Linked DNA regions of Mus musculus: region 1 is linked to region 2. A link is a contact called in public promoter capture Hi-C data. All regions are on one chromosome and are shown on one strand. Each heading gives the region's core, a stretch centred on a gene start, on an enhancer-like site or on the middle of the called end of the contact. The rest is flanking DNA. Distances are from core to core; before and after follow the strand shown. Region 1 has its middle 20 kb from the start of Gm14064. Region 2 holds the start of Jag1 (jagged 1).

Evidence for each region. Promoter capture Hi-C pulls out the DNA fragments that hold promoters and counts their contacts.
Region 1: a contact with region 2 is called in a promoter capture Hi-C map of the HPC-7 cell line, with 8 times the contacts expected there. The contact joins the enhancer-like site here to the promoter of Jag1 in region 2. A contact is called at or near these places in 6 of 39 promoter capture datasets (the C10 cell line, the HPC-7 cell line, cranial neural crest and 2 more), 1 of 15 datasets of contacts at CTCF or cohesin (the NIH/3T3 cell line), 3 of 484 Hi-C or Micro-C datasets (the N1E-115 cell line, nephron progenitors and ventricular fibroblasts), 9 of 115 datasets of contacts at active chromatin or transcription factors (craniofacial prominence, embryonic forebrain, embryonic hindbrain and 6 more) and 1 of 9 other capture datasets (adipose tissue).

Annotation. Positions count from the first base shown.
Region 1 is chr2:137,641,502-137,645,710 of GRCm38.p6, reverse strand. No RefSeq gene overlaps it. Among named protein-coding and RNA genes, the nearest start is that of Gm14064, 20 kb to the left of the region's middle. Within about 2 kb of position 1,345, at least 16 of the 459 cell types and tissues checked have an H3K27ac peak or open chromatin away from gene starts, as enhancers often do. A contact at or near this core is called in the HPC-7 cell line and the N1E-115 cell line, where this site is marked.
Region 2 is chr2:137,113,963-137,118,113 of GRCm38.p6, reverse strand. Jag1 (jagged 1) reads left to right here and starts at 1,594. Exons shown (of 26, transcript NM_013822.5): 1 at 1,594-1,937; 2 at 2,405-2,710. The coding sequence starts at 1,857.

The DNA.
Region 1 (4,209 bases), core at 96-2,595, 530 kb before region 2:
TCATTAGACTCCAAAGATGATGATTGAGGTGGGCTTTGAGCCCAGTAAAATGAGATCATAAGGAAAACTGTAACTTGGTTTCCTTCAGAATCATCACCAGGAAGATATGATGGAGCTGTTGTGCACAGCAATGAGGACCACCTCCACTCCCCTCCCCTCCCTAGACTTTCTCTCTCTCTCTTTCTTTCTTTCTTTCTTTCTTTCTTTCTTTCTTTCTTTCTTTCTTTCTTTCTTTCTTCCTTCCTTCCTTCCTTCCTTCCTTCCTTCCTTCCTTTCTTTCTTTCTTTCTTTCTTTCTTTCTTTCTTTCTTTCTTTCTGTTTTTGTTTTGAAGACAGGGTTTCCCCGTGTAGCCTTCACTGTCCTGGAACTCACTCTGTAGACCAGACTGGCCTCAAACTCAGAAATCTGCCTGCCTCTGCCTCCCAAGTGCTGGGATTAAAGGTGTGCACCATCACACCAGGCTCTAGATTTTCTCTGTAGTATTAGAACACTGTTTTTCTGCTTAAGTTTATACCACTTCAACCTCTGCCAATTCCAAGAAGCCTCTTTATTTGCTGAAGAGACCATGACTACATGGGTCCAGAAGCAAATATGGGAAGGAAGACTCATTCATTCACTTCCCCACAGTGACTGGCATCATGACATAGACTGTGGTTCCAAATGATTCTCTGCCCACCTTGAAAGGAAGCCAAGGCCTAATTGGCCCCATATTCCAGTGGTCAGCAAGCCTTGGTAACCTCTGTAGACCTGATCATTAAAGAGGACAAACCTCATGTGCGCATCTCTGCCAGCTTTCCCCATGCCTATTGGTCTAGGTGCAAAATAAAACATAAAAAAAAAGGAAAACCAAAGGCTTGCTCATCTCCTGTGACTCTACAGGGGAATTCCAATCACACAGAGAACGCCCTGTCCCTGCTTCCCACCTATTTCACCCCACACAGGAGGAACAAGCCTAGGGGAAGAACTCATTTCCCTGTTCCACTATTTGTAAGCACATTTTCCAGATCACTTCTGACTTTTTGATTTCATAAGGCTTCTGCATCCAAAGGAGGTTGAGAATTGGTCTAACCTCACAACAGACTCCTTAGCTCCTTCTCAAAGGTAAAATGCTTATCTGCCTAAAGAAGAATGGAAATTTGCATGGCTGACAGTGAGAACTTCTGCCCTGTTGGCATACAAACAGGGCTTCATGCTGATGGCAGCTTTGGGGTAGGGGTGGGGGTTATTTTCTGCAGACCGTTATCAACAGGAAATCTAACTACAGCTAATGCAGCAGGACAGTTTGGCTAGGCTGTGGAAACAAATGTTTTAGAGCCCTTAAGATAACTGTCGCTCACCTTCCAGACTCATTAATCACTGGCAAGCTGAAGCCATCCAGTAAGGAGGAAGCAAAGGGGTGGGGGATGTGGAATATATGTCAAACAAATCATGCTCTTGTGCTAACATCAAAGATAGAAAGCTCTAGTGACATATAGAATATTAAGTCCCCTTTGTTCTGTGTGTGTGTGTGTGTGTGTGTGTGTGAGAGAGAGAGAGAGAGAGAGAGAGAGAGAGAGAGAGAGAGAGAGAGAGAGAGAACAGAGACTACCAAGAATCAGAAAAAGGGATGAAAAATAAAGACAGGAAGAGAGTTGGGCTTTAGGGTGCAGGCTTGTAATCTCAACGCCCGAAAGCATGAGGCAGGAGCATTACTGTGAGTTCCAAGGAAGCCTGGGCAACAATTTAAGACCCTGTCTCAAAAACAAAAACAGACAAACAAAACAACAGAGAGGAAGAGCTTGAGGCCTAAAAAAACAATGTGGCTCTATGATCCCAAACTGTAAACCGTGTCGCTTGATCCCTTTCATCTCACTCCTGTCTCTGGTAGGGGATTTATTACTGTGTCTGGAGGAAATAAGAGTAAGAAGCAGAAGAGACACCCAAAGAGATAAAACTACATATATACCCCTATATTTCTGCCTTCTTCCGAGAACAAAGCAAATACCGGAGTGCTCCGTCTTTTCTATTAATTTTTAAGAAACGTGATGTGGTTGTAATGCTTCCTAAACTAGTTTCCAGCCAGGATTTCCCAAGTGCATCTAATTGCCAACTTTATCAAAGGCTCTATCAGGTAAATGGTGTTCCACCTCCGCTGAGCCTGCTGAAGGTTGACACCCAGGACTTGTCAGGCAATGGATCACAGTGCTGGCATGGGGGCCCCTTGTTCTGGGTTCCTGCAAGAGGGTGACAGTAAATTATGACATCTGCCAGGAAGTTCTGAACAGGGCTGTGTGACCGGATACACCTACCCAACACATGAGGAAAGCTTTTAGGATGTGACTGGAGATGTGGCTGAAAACTCTTAAAGGGACAAAGAGCCTTTGTCCTCACAACAGTAAAGGAAGATGATTCCAGATCATGTACTTTACCCTTTCATGGCATTTAATGACCTATTTTGATGTTGGAGTGAGTTATGTTGCCTGGCAGTTGGAAAGTGTTCCAGATTTTTAGATTCTGCTTCTCCATCCTCTTACAGTTATTAAGAGAGCAGCCAGTATCCTGCTTTCTGTCTAAGATAAAGAAACTGATGATGAACCAGGCTAAGTGATGCCTTGACCTTGGCCAAAGGAAGTCAGAAAAAAAATGCCATAGTTCACTTCCAAGGCCCTCAGATGTCTAATCTTCATACTGTGAAGGCCTTTACCTTCTTCTTACCAAAGGTATTTTATTCATTGTAACTTAGGAACCATGCCTTATTATTACTATTTTTAAAAGCGTGGTTTTTTTTTCTTAATCCTTTACAGAACTTACATTAAAACTTAACATAAAAATATACAACAACAAGAAAATCTAGCACACATGATGAAAGGAAGCAAGAGACAAGTTATTATATTTTTCAGTGAATTTTCTCAAGGGATTTGTTCTAAACAATAGCAACAAATCCGAGACTGGGCTGGAGAGATGGCTCAACAGTTAAGAGTGTTTGCTGCTCTTTTTTTTTCCATTTTTTATTAGGTATTTAGCTCATTTACATTTCCAATGCTATACCAAAAGTCCCCCATACCCACCCACCCCCACTCCCCTACCCACCCACTCCCCCTTTTTGGCCCTGGCATTCCCCTGTACTGGCATAGTCTCACAAGAGACAGCTACATCTGGGTCCTTTCGATAAAATCTTGCTACTATATGCAATGGTGTCAGCATTTGGCTGCTGATTATGGGGTGGATCCCTGGATATAGCAGTCTCTACATGGTCCATCCTTTCATCTCAGCTCCAAACTTTGTCTCTGTAACTCCTTCCATGGGTGTTTTGTTCCCAATTCTAAGGAGGGGCATAGTGTCCACACTTCAGTCTTCATTTTTCTTGAGTTTCATGTGTTTAGCAAATTGTATCTTATATCTTGGGTATCCTAGGTTTTGGGCTAATATCCACTTATCAGTGAGTACATATTGTGTGAGTTCCTTTGTGAATGTGTTACCTCACTCAGGATGATGCCCTCCAGGTCCATCCATTTGGCTAGGAATTTCATAAATTCATTCTTTTTAATAGCTGAGTAGTACTCCATTGTGTAGATGTACCACATTTTCTGTATCCATTCCTCTGTTGAGGGGCATCTGGGTTCTTTCCAGCTTCTGGCTATTATAAATAAGGCTGCTATGAACATAGTGGAGCAGTGTCCTTCTTACCAGTTGGGGCATCTTCTGGATATATGCCCAGGAGAGGTATTGCTGGATCCTCCGGTAGTACTATGTCCAATTTTCTGAGGAACCGCCAGACGGATTTCCAGAGTGGTTGTACAAGCCTGCAATCCCACCAACAATGGAGGAGTGTTCCTCTTTCTCCACATCCACGCCAGCATCTGCTGTCACCTGAATTTTTGATCTTAGCCATTCTGACTGGTGTGAGGTGGAATCTCAGGGTTGTTTTGATTTGCATTTCCCTGATGATTAAGGATGTTGAACATTTTTTCAGGTGCTTCTCTGCCATTCGGTATTCCTCAGGTGAGAATTCTTTGTTCAGTTCTGAGCCCCATTTTTTAATGGGGTTATTTGATTTTCTGAAGTCCACCTTCTTGAGTTCTTTATATATGTTGGATATTAGTCCCCTATCTGATTTAGGATAGGTAAAGATCCTTTCCCAATCTGTTGGTGGTCTTTTTGTCTTATTGACGGTGTCTTTTGCCTTGCAGAAACTTTGGAGTTTCATTAGTTCCCATTTGTCAATTCTT
Region 2 (4,151 bases), core at 345-2,844:
GTTAAAATGCCCAAGTTACGGAACCATCTTTGTTAGCCTGGAACTCAGCTTTCTCAACCCCATCAAGTGGTATGGGGCACTATCTATGCTGGGCCACTCTTTAAACGTAGATAACCACAAATAACCTGTGTTGTTATGTTGTCGTGTTCAGCATGTTGGAAACTGTTTTTCCCTTTACCCATCATGCCCTGATGTCTAGAAGGGTTGAGGCGCTAAAGCAATCTCGGAAAAATCAGAGCTTTTCTTCAGGACAGGCTCAACGCAAGTTAAGAAACCCTTTTCGTCCTTTAATGGAAATCTGTTTTCCTAAAGAGCTCCGTTTAAACCCGCCTGGAGTGGAGCTGGCAGAGACTTCAGCCAGCCTTTGGGTTCCCTTTGACCTTGATTATGACCAGGAGTGTCGCTGCTAATTGCGAGGCCTGCCTCAAGGTGGAAAATGGCATCGGTTTCCACCACCACCCAGGAGAAGCCAAGTTCTGTGGACCACGACAGCGGTTAGGTTCTTTTCAGGCCGCGTCTCGCCACCCAGAGAGCAGCGCGGAGGCCGCCTACAGGTGCAGTCCCGCCACTGCGCCCGGGCTGGAGGCTGGCGGAGCCCTCGGCGTCTCAGAAAGCCCTTCCCGAAGTCCGGGCTGAGCCCCCGGGTGCCCGCCGGCCACTCCCCCTGCTTCCCCCACGCCTCTGCCCCGGCGCGGTCTGGAAAGGACGCTGGGAGCCCCTCCGAGGCTCCACGGACATGGATTTGGGAAGGGATGGCGCGCGGCCGAGGCTTTCCCTCGAGTTTGCGGCAAGTCTGACTCCGGGAAAGTTTTTCAAAGTTCCCAGCAGAGTCTGCCCAGGTCGCCTCTGCGGGGCGAGGAGACGGCGGCGAGCGCGCCAGTCTCGCCGCCGCCAGCACAGGGCTCTGGGCTCGCTTGCTGGGAGCGGCCCGGGTTCCCGGCGGGCAGGCCCTCCTCCCCGGGGCAAAAGCCGCAGCTGACGCAGGCGGCTCCGAAGGCGGAAGCCGCCCGCCCCAACTGCTCCGGCCGTACCGCGGCGCCTACACCTGGGGCTTGCAAGGGAGCCCAGGCCGTGCACCGAGGGGGCGGTCCAGCGGAGGCGCTCTGGGCTTCTCAGAGCCATGGGCTCCTCCACGGTCCTTCCAGGTTCCTTTCTCCTGGCCCGGGCTCCCCGGGACACTGATCTGCGTGTGGGGGCCCCTCGGGCGGCCATGCCACCCGGTCCGTCCCGCAACTTCCAACCCCTTCTCAATTTCTCCCCTCCCCAACAACCCGGAGGAAAGGGGCGTGCCCAATAGATGGCACGCCCCTTATGAATATTAACAATCGCGCATGCGCCTTGTTCCGCGTGTTGAGAAGAGGTGGCCAGCCGGAGTCCCGGCTCCCAGACCGGCGCTCCGGGTCCCTTCGAGAGCCAGGCGGGCACGCGTCATTGTGTTACCTGCAGCCGGCCGGCGAGCTAGGCTCAGGTTTTTTTTTTTTTTTTCCTCCCCTCCCTCCCCGCGTTTCATGCAGCTGATCTGAAAGGGAATAAAAGGCTGCGCATAATCATAATAATAAAAGAAGGGGAGCGCGAGAGAAGGAAAGAAAGCCGAGAGGTGGAAGAGGGGGGAGCGCCTCAAAGAAGCGATCAGAATAATAAAAGGAGGCCGGGCTCTTTGCCTTCTGGAACGCGCGGCTCTTGAAAGGGCTTTTGAAAAGTAGTGTTGTTTTCCAGTCGTGCATGCTCCAATCCACGGAGTATATTAGAGCCGGGACGCGGCGGCCGCGGGGGCAGCGACGACGGCAGCCTCGGCGGGAGCACCAGCGCTAGCAGCGGCGGCGGCGTCCGGAGTGCCCGTGGCGCGCGGCGCAGCGATGCGGTCCCCACGGACGCGCGGCCGGCCCGGGCGCCCCCTGAGTCTTCTGCTCGCCCTGCTCTGTGCCCTGCGAGCCAAGGTAGGAGTCTCTCTCCCGCTCTTGCTCCCCGCGGTCCTCTCCCTTCCCTCGTGGCGTTCTGGACGGGAGCGGCTGTGGCTCCCAGTGCAAGTTCCGGAGCCCTTGAGTACAAGGCTCCCTGACCCTGACTTTTCACCCGAGAGGCAGCACCCGGTGAGGGAACGCTGGTTCCCCAGAGGGGAGCCCCTGGCCTCGAAAGATAAACTCCTCCAGGCTGGGCAAAATGCGATCATTACGTTCTCACGGTCCTTCGGGGCACTTGTCTTAGTTTTCCCGCACTTGTGTTTTTTATGCCCCCAAACCAGGTTGAGCCCTAAACCTAGTTTTTGCAAAATTATTTTCACTTGCCACCGAGGATCTTTGGCAGCCTGGGGTGTGTGTATTGGGGGTGGGGGGTGTCAAGGAGTCTCCACCTCCACCTTCAGAGAAAACTTTCTCATGCGTTGACCTTCCTTCCTCGCTGGCAGGTGTGCGGGGCCTCGGGTCAGTTTGAGCTGGAGATCCTGTCCATGCAGAACGTGAATGGAGAGCTACAGAATGGGAACTGTTGTGGTGGAGTCCGGAACCCTGGCGACCGCAAGTGCACCCGCGACGAGTGTGATACGTACTTCAAAGTGTGCCTCAAGGAGTATCAGTCCCGCGTCACTGCCGGGGGACCCTGCAGCTTCGGCTCAGGGTCTACGCCTGTCATCGGGGGTAACACCTTCAATCTCAAGGCCAGCCGTGGCAACGACCGTAATCGCATCGTACTGCCTTTCAGTTTCGCCTGGCCGGTGAGTGAGCGACACACCGACAGAGTCGAACGCGGGGCCGAGCCCTATATTGCCTTGAGAAGGATTTAATGCCACTTGAAACTTGGCACTAAGTTGAGAGGCTTTGGGGGTGGCAAGTTTGAGAGTCCAGACTACAGCTGGACCTGGACAAGATGAGACGGGCGGGTCTTCCATTCTGGGTGGTGTCTGCTTAGCGCAGCGAAATGGGGTCTCTGAAGAGCATTGCTGGGGGAAAGTACGCAAGGATGCTAATTTTATGCTTGCTACTTCCAGTTCCCACCCTCGACCAGGCGGTCATTATAGATGATTTCTTTGCTTAACTAATTAAAACTCGTAGTGCCCTGGAAGGCGACTGCGCATAGTCTGCCCTGCATACGCTGTCCAAGTTGGCACCCTCCCCTTTCCCGTGAGCCGCCCCGAGGGCGGGTGTGTCCTTCCTGCAGGGTGTGGGGGAGCAGGCTTCCCGCGGCTCTAGTGGGGAGATTTTAGTGTGTTGGAGGGGTGCTCTCCCAGCCTGAAGTGGCGGCTGCAGGAGGGGGGTTGTCTCCGGCTGGCGTCCAAGCTTTAGTCTGGGAACCTCCGCCCCCTGCCGGCCCCTTCCTCCCGCCCCCGCTCGGTGCAGCCCAGGCTGCCTTACTCCCAGCGGTTCCCCAGTTCTGGAACAGCTGTGTTTGCAAACTTCCCCGGGAAGGGCGGGCGCACTCTCTCGTCCGGAGGGCACCCGGCCTCCGCAAGCCCTTCCCGCGCCCTAGTAAGGCTTAGAAGAGGCAGCCCGCTATAAGTCGTGTTTGCGGGTGCAACTGCGTGCGCCCTCATCTCCCCCTTTTCCCTCGGAGCTGCTTGAGGCCGGCGTACCGCTGGCAGACTGCGGCAGAACCCTTGCAACATCCCAAAATGGGTGGAAGGAAGATGGGTGCGATTGCAGAAGGGGAGGAAAGGGAAATGGTGGGGGGTGTGCCCGTTGTCCAGGAGGCGTGACTCGCTGCCAGGACTGGTGCTCCGCCAAGCTTGAGCTCCGAGGGTGGGTGGTAAGAGGGGGAGATCTGTGCCCCAGAGGATTGCTTTCCGCCACGTGCTCGGATGGGGTGCGCTCTGCTGCCTCCTACCCGCGGCTTTGGGCTGTGATTTGAAACTCTGAAGAGGGGCGGGAGAGAAGCCTGTCTGGCTGTCTGTGTGTGAAGCTGAGCTGGCTCTTAATGTCTGCGTTTACAGGAGTTGGCCTTTGCTGTGGGTGCGATAAGACAGTTATCGAAAACATGCTATTAAAAAGGGTCTTATTTTGGCAGGGGACTGCCGCTGTAGGTGAAATCTCTTCAGATCTGAAGGCTGTGTCCGCTGTGGGATTTCACTTTTACAAAGAATGTTTGTCTTGTTTGTTAATCCCCTATTAGGGAGAACTTTAAGCTAAAGAGGTTGGCCACCTCTAAATCTGGCTGGGTCC